Linked DNA regions of Rattus norvegicus: region 2 is linked to region 1. A link is a contact called in public Hi-C data. All regions are on one chromosome and are shown on one strand. The core of a region is the stretch at or near the end of the contact, and the rest is flanking DNA. Distances in the headings are between cores, read along the strand shown.

Region 1 (7,337 bases), core at 1,435-3,934:
GCCTCTCCCCTCTCACTTTTACAAAGGGAAACAAGAGAAAGCAAGTCCATCCACCACAGTCTCTCTAAAACAAAGCAGAAAGCACTAACCCAGGTGAAGCTTCCGGGAAATGGCGCATAGCTTAAAATCTTGTTTAAGATTCATTTTATGTGCTATCCTCAGACACACCAGAAGAGGGCGCAAGTGGGTGATGCCTTCACTACTCACAGCAGCCTCTAGTGTCCAGGGCTCAGAGCAAATGTAGGAAAGCATTCAGAACCATGGTCTAGGCACTTAGCTGACAGGGACCACCCAAGGACCAAGGTGTGATGTCAGCGTCTCCTGAAGTCAGGGTGCATTGCAGTGCTAGACTGGAAGCGAGCAGACATTATGGAAGCCGTACTCAGGCCACGTTCTAAGGGAAAGATGGATGGACCTGTGGTATCTGATTCCAAGCCCTTCCAAGCACTGGCACACCCAGGCTAGGCTTGCGCTCGCACCAGCCTTCCTGCCATATCTCCAATGGCACCGGAAGGAGGCAACCTCGATGGTTCATTTTCTCTTTTCAATGTGCTGTATTCACTGCTGATCCTCCTGGACTTCTGTTTCCTGGGAGAGAGATTGAGAGATCAAGATCTCGCTCTGTCTCCTCTCTCTCTCTCTCTCTCTCTCTCTCTCTCTCTCTCTCTCTCTGTGTGTGTGTGTGTGTGTGTGTGTGTGTGTGTGTCTGTGTGTGTGTGTGTGTGTGTGTCTGTGTGTGTGTCCAGAAGTCAACATCAGGTGACTGAATCTTTTTTTAGGATAAGGTCTCTTTACTGATTCCTGAAGTTTACCTATTCAGACTGGTAGGGCAATGTGCTCTAGAGATCTGCCAGCCTCTGCCTTCCCAGCACTGGAATTACAGATACCTGTTGCCACACCCAACTTTTTAATCCCAGTGCTGGAGATCCTAACTCAGGTCTTCAAGCTCTCAAACACTTTATGATCCAGCTCCTTAGCTCCTTGGCTGGCATCTCAAATGGTCATCTGGTCAACCCCTTTGTAGGAACAAGACAGGTCCAAGTGGCCCTGCTCATCCAACCCAGTGGCTTTGCTATGGGCCCAGGTTCTTCACACAGACCATTTTCATATTGAGAATTGGAAAAATACATCTCCTTTCCCCGCAAACTCCAACTACAACCCCTGCTAAAATGTGTCTGCCAGCTGAGAGACCAGCTTAGCTGCTTCAAAAACACTCCCGGTTTACTCTGCTTTTGAAGAATTCAATTATCACACCAATGTCAATGCTACACAGTAGTTGCTGAAGAAACACACACATACACACACACACACACACACACACACACACATACACACGGGGGGGGGGTGAGATTATCCATTTTACTGCCAGATACCACCAAACGTTTTTTTTGGGGGGGGGGGCTTGTTTTGTTTTTAAACTTCCTCCAAAATGTTTTTTTGAGCCTTCAAGTACATAAGACTGAAATGTGAGAGTTCCTAGCCCAGCCACAGAGCAAGAAAAGCAAGGTCTCAATGAAACACAAAAGCCAGCACAGACCTGAAGGGGCACAGGCAGCCCCCACAAGGCAGCCAACTGCCAAGCTGTCATTTTGCTCTGCGGCTGAACAGAAGGCTCGAGTAATGACAACCACAAAACTCATTTAAAGTCTGAAAAGGTGACTAATGAGCTCATTCATGCTGGCTATAAATTATTCACTACAACACTGATCCCACTCAAGACAAACAGTAAAGTAAACTTTAAACACAGACCCGGCCGGCCTTCTGACGCGAGGCAAGTTATGTCTGTGAGACTTCTCACAATGACAGGGACACTTGTCCCCTTTGTCTATTGTCACATTAGTCTTCTGTTTACTTTTTTTTTTTTTGCTGCGTTTAATCAAGTTAAGCAGACACAGCTGTTACACATTTATTTCTCTGCTGTTTTTTTTCATTAGTTATTAAAAGTAATCATGAAAGCCCTAAAAATAACAGCAAATTATATTCTCTCCAAATTGAAGGCTGACCTTAAAAACGAAGCCCAGGTCTTCAGAAAGAATATTCATACTCGAATGTTGGCTAAGTGACAGCCCCACACACAGGCAAAACATGAGTTCCTGCCCAAATCTTAGAGAGCTCTTCAATTTGCTTCTAAATTTCCTTTGGTTCTGGATCGAACTGGTTGCCGTCAAACCAGCGGATAGGACAGAGACCCTGCTTCTGGCGGTCATGTTTGGGTTAAGATTTTCGAGAAGACATTATCATCTTAAGCAAATAGAAGAACCATCCGCAGGCTTTTTCCAGCACTGATAAATAGCAGGTTCCTTGAAAGCTCACCACGGTGTTGCAGATTGCTTTCGGTTTCCTGTTTAACATTAAATAAAGAATTGTCACTCTTCTGTTTTTACAGACCTAACTGCTTGCTGCTTCTGCTGCTGCTAAAAGCATGGATTGCAGCTTACACAGTCCCCTCTCACTTTTCTGCTCACCGGCTACCATTTTCAAGACTCTGGAAGGGTTTCAAATCTGCCTGACAGATTTAAAGTCTCCAAACAAATACTTAAGATCTCTGAACATTATGTATTTCTTTAAAACTGCTTGGAATCCTCTGAAAAGGAGCCACAGAAAAGCCTCATATTCAAACCACGGCAGACGGAGGCCCTAACTAATCAAAAGTGAAAGCACAAAGTTAGACACTGTAGAGTGCTGGCTCAGGGCTGGGGGTGGCTGCGAAGCAGAGGCAGGCTGGAGACTCCACTTTACTCTGGGCCCCCGGTACACCCTGTCTAAGGAAAATCTTCCACATTTTCAGTTTCTTGCATGATCTTAATGAGAGCTTTGTCTGCTGCTTCTATTGCCTGAGATGAAAAACACATTTTTCAATGAAGGAAAAAACACTTTTTTTTTAATGTAGAAAAAGGGCAATACTGCAATATTGACTGAGGCCCCTGCCTCCTACCCACAGCGATCTGTGCACTTGACTGTGTCCCTCATAGACTTCCACTCACATTTCCGGATCTAATTTTAAGGCCTTGCCACCAGAGTCCTGCCAGTTGCTTTTGGGTCTCTTTCCTTCTATTTTTGGTCAATTTTACTTCTTAGAAAAGCTTTTGTTGCTCCTTTACTTTAGTTTGGGTTTGGGTTCTTTTGAGATGAGAATATCACTTTGCAGCCCTCACTATGTAGACCAGGCTGGCCTTGAAACTCGCAGAGCTTCACCTGCCTCTGCTTCTGCAGTGCTGGGGTTGAAGGCATACACCGACCCACCCAGCTCACAATCAACACTCAAACTCACACTGCAACAGACTAGAAGCTTTCCCTCCCCATGCATGTGCCGAGAGGTTTGATTTTTGTTGCTTTTACATTTTGAGTCCTTATAAACACTTGGGTTTGCCTCATTGACTGTATTACTTTAGGTGTATGCGTGTGGATGTGGATGAGGACACCCAGGGCAGTGTGCACAAGTCTCTTCTTCTGCCCCAGAGGTCCCAGGAATCCAACTCAGGTCATACATAGCAACTGGCAGCAAGGACCAGAGGAGCTAGCTTGCTGGCCCTTGGCGTAAAGTTTTGGAAACTCTAACATCACAATGCAAAACTCCAATTCCAACCAAGAAACAGAGCCCTGCTTCGGGATCCCCAGCTCTCCCCTGACTCTGTCTCTACCCGGAAGGGTGTGGACAGAACACTACTTTGAAATTGAGCCTCCCTTTTCCGTCCCTCCTGGCAGCATGTCTGACAGGCACAGTACACCCCTCTTGCTATTGGTGAGAAACCTGGCGTGTCCGCAGACAGTCTGAACACCACCCTGCTCCTACTTTCCCTGGGGCGAACCACGAACGACGTCAATTTTGGCTGAAGACATTCTGTGCTTCAGAACAACAGCAGTCAAGACAACGGACACCAAGTCCTCAAGGACGCCATCCAAAAGGCTCACGGAGAACACAAGAGCAGAGCTCTCTCACCGGACAGCTCTCCGGAGTGCCCTGCAGGGCAGGAACCGTGCCAGTAGTCCTGCCTGCACTCGTATTATTTACTCCTTCTCTTTCACAAGGAAGGTACTGCCATCCTCATGGCCAGAGGACAACAAAGGTAAACAAAAGTCAAGCGACCTGTACTTAGGAGTAAGATGAAACTAGACAGGACGAGAGAGATGACTCCATGATGAAGAGCACTGGCTCTTCCAGAGGACCAGGGTTTGAATTCCAGCCCACAATCGTCTTTAACTTCAGTTCCAGGGGATCCAAGGCTTTCCTATAGCCTCGGTGGCCATTGCAGCCAGGTGGTGTAGGAGACATCCACGCAGGTAAAACACATTGCAATGATTTGTATATGCTTGGTTCAGGGAGTGGCACTATTAAGAGGTGTGGCCTTGTTGGAATAAGTGTGTCACTCTGCGGGGTGGGCTTTAAGACCCTCACCCTAGCTGCCTGGAAGTCAGTATTCTGTTAGCAGCCTTCAGATGAAGATGTAGACCTCTCAGCTCCTCCTGCACCATGCCTGCCTGGATGCTGCCATGCTCCTGCCTTGATAATAAGGAACTGAACCTCTGAACCTGTCTGGAAGCCAGCCCCCAGTTAAATGTTGTCCTTATAAGAGTTGCCTTGGTCATGGTGTCTGGTCACAGCAGTAAAACCCTAAGACACACATAAGATAAAAATAAGTGTGGCTCCATGTTAGAAGCTTGGTCCCCAGTGTGCTGTGGTATGGGCTGATGGACACCTAGGTCAGGGCTCTGTGGAAGGTCCTTAGGTCACTGGGGGCACTGCCCTTGGAAAGAGATTAAGGCATCTTCCAGTGTCCCCTGGATGACTTGGGTAAGCCTAGTGTTTAGGAGGCTGAGGTAGGAGAATTGCCTTGTGTTTGAGGGAGTGAGAGTGTCTACACACACACACACACACACACACACACACACACACACACACACATATCAAAATAAAAATATTGACTAATGTTTAAAAAAAAAGATGAAATCTACAAGTTTAGCCTTGGGCAGGAATCCCTAGTAATGTCAAACAAACCCCTAATTTAATGAAGCAAATGAGTCCCTGGAAAGGAAAAAGACTTGGGAAGCAAATCAGCAACTGTTTTTCCCTCTCCCAAACTGCCCAAGCCTTGAGGGTGGGTGAGCCCAGCCCAGCCATCAACTACAAAGGCTCTGTCTGAGCTAGCTAAGCGCGGACCATCCAGATAGACTCAAAGCAGGAACCCACGGGTCTCTGTAGTCTGAAGTCAAGGTGGCTTTCCTGGGGCTTGTGACCAGAAGTAGTTTTGCAGACACCCATATTGGATTAGTGATCAGTGAAGTTTACTTTCTTATGCTGAGAAATTTCTAATAGGGTAAAACTTTTTAACAGAATAAGTAAGATAGAGGGGGAAAAAATGACGTTTTGACAGGTTTAGTGACCAGACTTGGTAAGATTAAAGCGACTTAAAAGGCTCGATTTGCAAACTGTTTCCCAAGCACTTTTAAGGTCGGCTGTAATGAGTGGAGTACAGCCGCGGTCCTTGAGTCCTGCTATAAACAGGGAGTTATGAATGGGAAATTAACTGTTGGGAATCCACTGCTACGAGAGACAGCGGTGCACATGACCAGAAGCAAGCACAAGTCCTCTGAGGTCTTAGAGTTTAACTGGAAAGAAGCTCACTGGGGCAGGGGGTGGGGTTGGGGATGTTGGGGGGGTGGTGAAGACACAAATCTCAACTTGGTATCCTGAAGCACACAGACTAACACTGGTGATCAAGAAGAGGAAAGGACAGTCTTAATGGCTCAGTTTACTGAGTAGTTGCGACACAACAGACACTGAGTTACACACTTTATCTGTTTTATATGTCATAGAAACCTTAGAGTCATCTCCTGAAAAAGGAGGGAAAGACAGAGACAGACAGACACAGAGAGAGAACATTAGAAGGGAGAGGGAGAGGAGAGAGAGGGAGAGGAAGAGGATAGTGAGATGGAGAGGGAGAGGGAGAGAGAGAGGGAGAGAGAAACTTCTTAGCTGTATTGAAGAAGAAAAAAAAAGAAATTTTGTCAAAACTGACAATATTCCCTAAAACTTTTGTACAGCATTAACAATAATGTATGAGCCTTAATGGTTTCCTAAGCTAGCAAAGACAATAACAAAGTATTCCCAACCAACCCCGCCAGAGCAATGAACCAATGGTCTCGCTAGTTTTCCACGCAGAAAGGATTCCAAAACCATGAGGAAATGGCTACAGCCTTCACAGGCCAGGGGGTGGCAGGAAGGCAGCCATGTGGAAGCAGGCAGGAGCGATTAGGGGGAACAAGCATGTTGGTTTTCCGGATTTTTAAATATTTCGGTTTGAATATACTCTTTGGTGTGTTTCCTTTGACCATCTGAAGCGTTCACTCTTCCACTTTATCGTGGTTTTCATTTGTTTGGGGTTTTTGTGGTGCTGTGGACTGAACCACTGTACACAAGCCCTCTACCACTGCCCTAACCACTGCTCTACCTCTCCTCACACCTCAGGTTTGGGTTTGCTTTTGTGTTTTACTTTATACTTTTTGTTGCTGTTTTATTTCCAAAATAGGACTTCTTTGTGCGGCCCAGGTCCAACTCTGCCTCCCGAATGCTAGGATCAAAGGCGTGGACCACCACCCAGCTTGCACTCTTTCCTTAAAGGCATCCGTCCCTGTGGAGGCTTAGATCCTGGGCTGTTCCTCCGGAGCTCTGTCAAGAGCTTTTTGAAGTAAGTACAGTTCCTGATGAGGGACCTGAGCCTCAAGGACAGCAGAGCTAGTATTCAAGCCAGCAGCAGCAGGCTCTGGGGTGTGATCAGCTTTCCTTGCCATCCCTGAAAGGAGAATAGAAGAACTGGCCTTCTCTGACCAAGGGCAGCTTTCTAGTCACACTCAGAGGGCTTGGGGATGAGGGGAACTCTGCAGTTCAAACATAGAGACACTTTTCAGTTTTGCTTTGATCAGAAGGTTCAGCCTCTCCAGGAGTCCTCTTCCAAGGTGGGTATGTTGGCTCTCTCTTCCAGGATTATTATGGGATAAACAAGACAGACTCCATAGGGACCGTATACGTGCGGGTCCAGGTCACAGGGGGCTGAACTCTACGCTCTCCAGGAAGAATTAGGTGAGAGGACCGATACTGTGTGCTTACAGAAAGACACAACTCAGTCTGCCCTGGCTGAGCTTTTCCCTGGCCCAGTGCTTACCCAGGTGTTCATACCAGCCTCCTTCGGGGGCCTTTGCACTTCTGTGGCTTCCTGGTCTCTTTGGACCCTCACACCTCCACTCTGAATAAGTAACCATACCTGCACAGAGCACCCCATGACCCAGAGCACTGTCCACTTACACTGTGTGACCTGCCCTCCCTGCAGAGCCCTACCCGG
Region 2 (7,337 bases), core at 2,521-5,020, 150 kb after region 1:
TAGGATATTAAAATCAGCATTAAAACATATCCAGGAGCTCTTTGTCTCTCCCCCCGCCCCCTCCTTGAGGCACTCAGTTGAGGAAAACAAGGGCAATGTGATATTCTTTCAGAAGGATCAAACTACAATTTAAGTAAGTTTTAAAACCGCTTTAAGAAAAAAACCAGTGCAGTGCTAAATATACCACGTATGGGGAGACGTTATTTGTAAACAAATATAAAGAACTTGAAATTTAGGAGTCTGGCAGGGTGGGGGGTGGTGCATGCCTTTAATCCCAGCACTTGGGAGGCAGAGGAATGTGCATCTCTGAGTTTGAGGCCAGCCTGCTCTACTGGGTGAGTTCCGGGACAGCTAGGGATACACGGAGGAGTGCAGTCTTGAAAAGTAACAAACAAACAAACCAATATTTTAAAAGAGCATCTGGCTCAGTAGTTTAAAAAAAAAGGGAGAGATGGCTCAGTGGTTAAAAGGTCTCTTCCAGAGGACCTGTGTTCGGATCCCAGCGCCTACATGAGACGGCTCACAACGGTCTGTAACTTCAGCTCCAAGGACCTCTGGTTATATGTTCATACCCGCATGCAGACACCTACACATAATTAATAATGATAAATATTAGAAAACACTTACAATTTAAAGATTGCCATTGGCATGACGGGTCAAATTCTAGGCAATGTGTTGATTGCTATGTAGACAAGTTTTACTGAAGCGCTTCAAGGTGGAAATTTAGGAGAGGTAGGCCTGGTTATTTTCCGACCAGCGAAATGAATGAAAAGATAGCATTGGGGGAGGTGGTTGGACTTCTCTCCTTGATATTCCTCACCATGAATTAAGACATAGCTGATATGGGTACTCATGGATTGGGGGACCCCCCCACCCCTAAAATAGCCTCAAAATGGTAGCAGCACTCTCCATTCACAGGAGAGGAAACGCTTCTAAACCAGCTGGGCAGTTGTATTTGCTGTCTGGAAACCCTCGTCCTCATCCCACTTAGGAGCACTTCCTCTTCTCCCCGCCCAGCCACCAAGAACACCCTGCCCTTGGCTCCCCAGAGCCCTAGGCTGCCTAAGAGAACCTGTCCAGAATCCTAGAGACCATCAAGATCAAACGCCTCAGCTCCACCTGGAATCAGCCAGCAAGCATCAAGACACTTCACTGCACCTTTGCCAAAGGGCCCTCCCTCCATAGGCAGCATTCTGGTCTCTAAGGCTGCAGAAAGGACTTTTGTGCTAACAGTAGACACACACCTCTAGGAGCAGACGCACAGCTCTACCATTAATGGCTCACATGTATTCTTTGCAGCCTTTCCCTTGTTCAACTCAGAGGATGGGAAATGCTAAGTAAGCATGAACACTCACCCTGGCATTTGGGCTCTCCCCTGAACTATTTTCAATAAAAATACAGTTATGAAATCCAGAGGGCTGTTTTGTGTGTGTGTGTGTGTGTGTGTGTGTGTGTGTGTTGGTTTTTTTTTTTGTTTTTTGTTTTTTGTTTTTTTTTTGGTTGTTGTAAAATGACCTTGGTTTGACAGGCATGGTCTCAGGTTTCAACAGATGTTGTGGGAACACTAACAGAAGCCAGCAAGTTCTCCAAGCATCTGTGATGACAGGCAGGGCTTTTTTTTTTTTTTTTTTTTTTTTTTTTTAAGTGGTGGTCATGGTAGTGAATGCATGTGTGGTGGGGGTGGGGTGGGGTTACACTCCTCAGTTTCTATGACAACCGTGTCTCCATTCCTGGGTTACTAGATACCATCTACTTCCTGTGTCTAAATATTTAAACCAATCAGAAAAGTGTTTATACGGTTAACAACTTCTGGGACCCAGCTTCTTTAATGAGGCACTTTAAGGCTCAAATGAAGATGTCCAGAAGCGGCAGGCTGTCTTACAGAGATCCCGCTTCATGCCTAGCTCTAATTCAGCCTTCTGTGGTGAGAGAACTCCGCCCCCACAGCACCCCCCCCCCTTCTTGGATGTGAATGTATTCTGCTCAAAGCAGACGCCACAATTTCTTGCAACAGTCTGCAAGCTGATCATGATTGCTTGCCCCTCATTGTCTGTTTTCCCTTTCACTGTCTAAAGACTTAGATTTAGCGCGAGAAACACGCTAATTCACAAGGCACTTAAATTATCAAAGTAATGATACAGTTAAGCATCCATCTGTTGGTGCAGCTATTTAAATGCTCAGATTGAAAAAAAATTAGGAAAAATTAATTCCAAGTTGACTTTGCATTCTACAACTTACGAACAGAAATCACTGAGCCTGTATTGTGAAGCCCCACATCTATCAGTGCAAGCTAGGAGCTGACATCTGCAAAGAAATTTGTCACCAAAATGGCCTACTTTATCTGGATAGAAACAACAACAAAAAATTAAAGATGAAGACACCCAGAGAGAGCCAGATGCACCCAGATCAAAAAAGAAACCACGCAGGAACCCATGTACGAGAAGGCAGATCTGAAATTAAGACAAGGTTTTAAAAGAAGGTTTCGGGTGACTGTTTTCCTAAGTCCCCATCTGACTGACCAATCAGTGTGAGAGTTAGAGCGGGCTCCAGACATTCGTGCAGTCTTCAGGGCTCTCTGCACCCTCTGAGCTGCTCCCCCTGGCTAAGGCAGAGCTGGAGATCAATGAAAAAACAGGGAACAAAAGGGAAATACTGATGTCTTCCTCAGCCAGGAAAAGCCATTCCCATTTTCTTCAATGAGCCTGGAGCACCCAGCCTACAACAGCGCCACGGGGGAGCTTCCACCAGCCGGGTCCAGTCCTTTCAGAGCTGGCAGTTTCCCCTTCGCAATCATGTGTCCCAACGCTAGCACAACCTGGTGACGGAAGGCTCCCGGAGCCCAACCAATTGAAACTAATAAATTAAATAAATTAATAACCCCCACGATTAAAAGCTCCCAAGAAAGACCGCGTCCCCCTTTCCCAAATGTCATTCCCAGACTATAAACAAAGCATGAAAAATAGTCTCCCGGGCTAGGAATCTAGGGTTTTCTCCTCAAAACAACGTTTTTCTCCAAAAACAGAAACACTCCTGCTTCCTTCAACGGACACTCCGGTTTGTCCATGTCACGCCGGGATATGCAGCTCCGGTATTTGAAAAAGAGGTTTAAACTGCCCATAGACACTCTGTTTATAATTGATAGCAAAACAGTTACGACAGCGATGCTGTAACTCTGCCCCAACCAAACTCCACATTTAACACGTTAGTTCCTTGAAAATACTAGTCATGCCTGGGGACCCTCCAAAGCCGCCTCCCTCCGAAGTCATTAACAGAATTACATCAATTATTCGGTAATTTTTATAAATATCCATTGTCTGGGATTTTTTAAAATAAAAATGTAAAACCAGCTATCTACAAATTCCAGAAAAAAAAACTTTTCTTTCTTTCCTTTTCTTTCTTTCTTTTTTTTTTTTTTTAAATGAACTTACTTTTGAGACAAAAACTAACGAAAATAAGCAACTCGCCATCCCTGGATCTTCCCCATTCTGGGCTGCATGCTATAAATCAATCCGAAACTAGGTGCACAGATGGGGGCGGACACCTTAAGATAAAAAGCCAAGGGTGCCCCCCAAAATGGGCAGCCTGGGCAGCGAGGCTTGGGGTGACAATGCTAACCCGGGCAGAGGCTCGCTAGACAGCCAGCGAGCTGGATTTTCCTTACCTTCGATCGCCTGCCCCCCAGCTGCTTCTCGCGGCCGCATTGGGGGGCTGCAGCGGCGCTGGACTCGCGGGGGGCCCCGCCGCCGGCTCGCGCCGTCTCCCAGCCGAGCTGCACGGACCGCGGCCGGAACACCCGGCTCCAGCGCCCGGCGCCTGCCCGGGGTCGGCGGCTCGGCTCCCACCCGGGCCCGGAGTCCCGCTGGGTCCTAGCGCTCGCCGCCCGGGCCGCGGCCCGCTCTGCAGCCTGCACGTACTGCGGGGCGGCGGGGGAGGGGGGGAGTCCCGGGAAAGCACGAGCGGGAAAGCCGTGCAGCCTTGGGTGCGGAGAAAGCGGAGCTCAGTGCCAAAGCCTGGGTGTGCAAAGAAAGGCGCTGGCTCCCGCCGAATTCCCAGAAGGCAGATGCTAGAATCTGCAGCCCGGGCGGAATGCACAAGCGTGGCCGAGAGGTTTGCTCCGTGCACCTGTGGTATAGAGTGCGCTTGCAGAAGGTAAGAGACATCGCGGGATCCTCGGAGATTTCAGAGTATCCGGGAGGGAAAAAAGTGGACAGTTCGTGCGCTTGAAACCACTTTCCCCCCCAATTTGCCCCCATTAACATTTTTTTTTATTTTCCATTCTGATTTCTCTAGCTTTATAATTTGTGTTTTAAATAACAAAGCCCCATATGGCTCACCACGTAGTCATCTGATTTTCAAAAGACCTCCAAAATTACATCAAAATATGCACCCATGTATCTCCTAAGAAATCAACTAGAGAGAATTAATGGTGGCATATGGTGTGCCTCGTAGAGAAAACTTAATTACAAATTAAAACAAATGCGAAAAATTCGCAAATCCCATAAACCAAAAGTAAATTATGATCCTAGATTAGTTCACAGATCAGCTTGTTACCATTAGGGGGACTGTAAAAATTCTACGTTTCTTTCTGAGCAAGAGTGTTACCTTGTAAGAGTTGAACTAAACCAACTGCTCCCAGCCCCACCCCCATCCCACCCCACCCCAACCCACCTCCACCCTCCTGGCTCTCGCGCGACTTTTTGGTTCTGTATTTACTGTGGCCCACCTGGAAGGTCACTTAAATCTTGCAGGTTCTCCTTTAAGAAGACAATTCCATTAGCCCCTAATTCATAACAGTGCTTCAGTTGAGGAAACCTGTTTGAAAGGCTTGGCAAGTGTTCCTTCAAGAATTCTTTGAGCCTTCAGATACCACCAAGTTAGAAGGTCACGATTCAGTCAGACTGCTAATAGCAACAAAGGTCGGTGCTGTGGTTTACACCAAAAAGAAAACTAAAACCGCGGCTTCTGACTTCTATTTCGAGAGCAGAAAATGTCCCTTTGAAAAGTGCCGTTGCCCTCTCTAGTGCAGGCTAGCTAAAGGTAATGGAAGATTTTTAAACATTATTAAATGAACATCACAGGTGACTCTTTTCACACCTAGTGTTGTAACGTGGTACTTTCCCCCATCTTCAAAGTACTTCTCCTGTGATCTTTACCACGCCTCCAAGAGAAAACAGGCAATGGAGGTTCAAGAAAGGACTGGTCTGAAGCTCCCTGACTGGTGACCAGTGAGGATGGAATCTCTCCCTCAGGTCTCTCCACCCCAACCCCCAACCCCTTGCAGCAAGATACCATCTGTCCCCCTCCTACCTCTCTGCAAGCACTGTGGGAACGCAGTAGGATTCCAGCATCCCTTCTTACCTGTAACAGAGCCCCAGTCTATAGCATGGCCACATGAAGTACTTGAGAATATTTTAGTCACTGCTGAGAAATTTTGCTAGAAGGAGCTGGACCATTCAGATTTCTCTCCGGGGGCTTCTAGCTCCCAGTTAAGTAGTGCCTTAGTCACCCAGGTACACTGTTGCTGTATTTTGTTTTTGTTTTTGTTTTTTCTGTCAGACACACGACTGACCGCTTTATACGCGTTGTGTGTATCTGCAGTAGAAACTGATCACTTTCTAGTGTCCCCTCTGAAAGGTTTTGTGGGCCCCAAAGTTAAGTATCTTAGATATAAGGTGAGCCATTAGTGAGACCCACTCACTATCCCTGAATATCCCTGAGCCAACCCAGCAGCACTTGGCATCTGATGGCCCTTTGGGGAGTCACTTCTCGTCTCTTCTGCGCCCGTGGGAAAGTTAGCAGCCAGATCTGTTTGTGGCCTTCCACTTCCTCCTTCCCCCCCACCCCCCACCCCCCTCCAAAACCGAGTGTCACTTCTCATGATGTGTTCCAACCTGTCCCTAGCCAGGTGAAGGACTGGATGATGTTGAACCTCACAGACAGAAACTTCAAAAGAGTACAGCAGCTGAGTAAGGGGCCAGTCAGGGAAGGGCTATCAGGAGGTGTATGCTCCTTCCTGGTGAGGTACTTGGAAGGGCTTGTGTAAAAGTCACCTGATGGATCTATCTGACCTCTTTGTGGAAACACTAATGACTTTACAGCTGTACCATCCGTGTCGGTGTCCGTGTCACCTTAAAATGGTGTGAACGGTAGGATCCAAGTAGCCTTAGCATCGACAGGGAACTGTGAGATGTCGCAAAGCAGCCCCGTTACTAAGCAGGCTCAAGGCCCGAGTCACTCAATCATTCATTCTCAAATTCACTCATTCCTCCAATTGTGACTGGATCAAGCATTAGGTTAAGGTAATACTCTAGGCCATGGGAATGAAATCATCCTAGTTTGCCTGCGGGAGACTTTATTTCATCTTATAATTCCCAGGTCATAATCCATCACTGAGAGGATCGAGTAGGAACCTGGAGGCAGGAAATGAAGCTGAGACCACAGAGGAACACTGTGGCTTGCTCCTCAGTTACACACACACACACACACACACACACACACACACACACAGAGCCAGACCTACCTGCTCAAGGATGGTATTGCCCACACAATGGGTATCATGGACCTTCCCACGTCAATCAGCTAAAAAGGAAAATGCCCAACAGATATGGCCACAGGCCATTCTATCGGAGGCAGTTCTTCAACTGAGGCCCCCCTTCCCTGGTGACTCTGGTTTGTGTGGCGTTGACAAGAAACAACCAGGCACAAATGTCCTTAAAGCAAACAACTGTGGTGGCCACCCTGCTGCAGTTGAATTACCTCCCTGCTGCCCTGTCCTGAGTGCCAACTGTCAGTTATTTTCTGAGCCACCCTTAAGCGCATCCTCCTCTGAGTTGTGGGGCTGCCTGTACCCGTCCAGGTGTCAAAGAGTCCCTAACCAGTTGACTGCTGGTGGGGTGTGGCCCAGAGGAGACAAAGGGAAAAATGACAGATTGCAGGAAGAGGCAAACCAGAGAACGGTATCTCCTCTTCCTGCCCAATGTCATCATATGCTGGGCTGCCCCTCGCTGAATCTTCTACAGGGCCACTTCCCATGAACTGTTCACCCTGGGGTTGCTTTTAGGTTTCTGCTGTGACTCATCATCCCTGAGTAATTTCCCCATGCTGTACAGAAGAATGAAGAGAGGGAGGTCCACTGGAGGGAACACCTCAGGCATTGCCAAACCATGGAGGGTCAGAAAATGAAGTCCAGTGAGACGCTGTCCCTTGAAGAAGTGATGTAAATCTTGAGCCTGGGTGCCTTGATCTTTGAAGGTGACTGCGGTCTCCGCGTGACCCCTTTTATGTCCTGTAAGCCCTTGCCCAATGTCCCTTCTCCAGCATCTCTTGCTTCTTCCTCT

The links. Hi-C and Micro-C count contacts between places; a contact is called where the count stands out from the background.
Region 2: a contact with region 1 is called in a Hi-C map of Schwann cells, with 2.9 times the contacts expected there. The contact joins the promoter of Foxn3 here to the enhancer-like site in region 1. A contact is called at or near these places in 5 of 12 Hi-C or Micro-C datasets (Schwann cells, frontal cortex, kidney and 2 more) and 1 of 1 datasets of contacts at active chromatin or transcription factors (oligodendrocytes).

What each region holds. Positions count from the first base shown.
Region 1 is chr6:124,414,942-124,422,278 of GRCr8, forward strand. The region is part of intron 2 of Foxn3 (forkhead box N3); the gene reads right to left. Among named protein-coding and RNA genes, the nearest start is that of Foxn3, 150 kb to the right of the region's middle. Within about 2 kb of position 2,685, at least 40 of the 93 cell types and tissues checked have an H3K27ac peak or open chromatin away from gene starts, as enhancers often do.
Region 2 is chr6:124,568,270-124,575,606 of GRCr8, forward strand. It overlaps Foxn3 (forkhead box N3), which reads right to left and starts at 3,771. Exons shown (of 7, transcript NM_001108047.2): 1 at 3,662-3,771. It overlaps LOC102550560, which reads left to right. Exons shown (of 5, transcript XM_063262634.1): 3 at 3,635-4,149.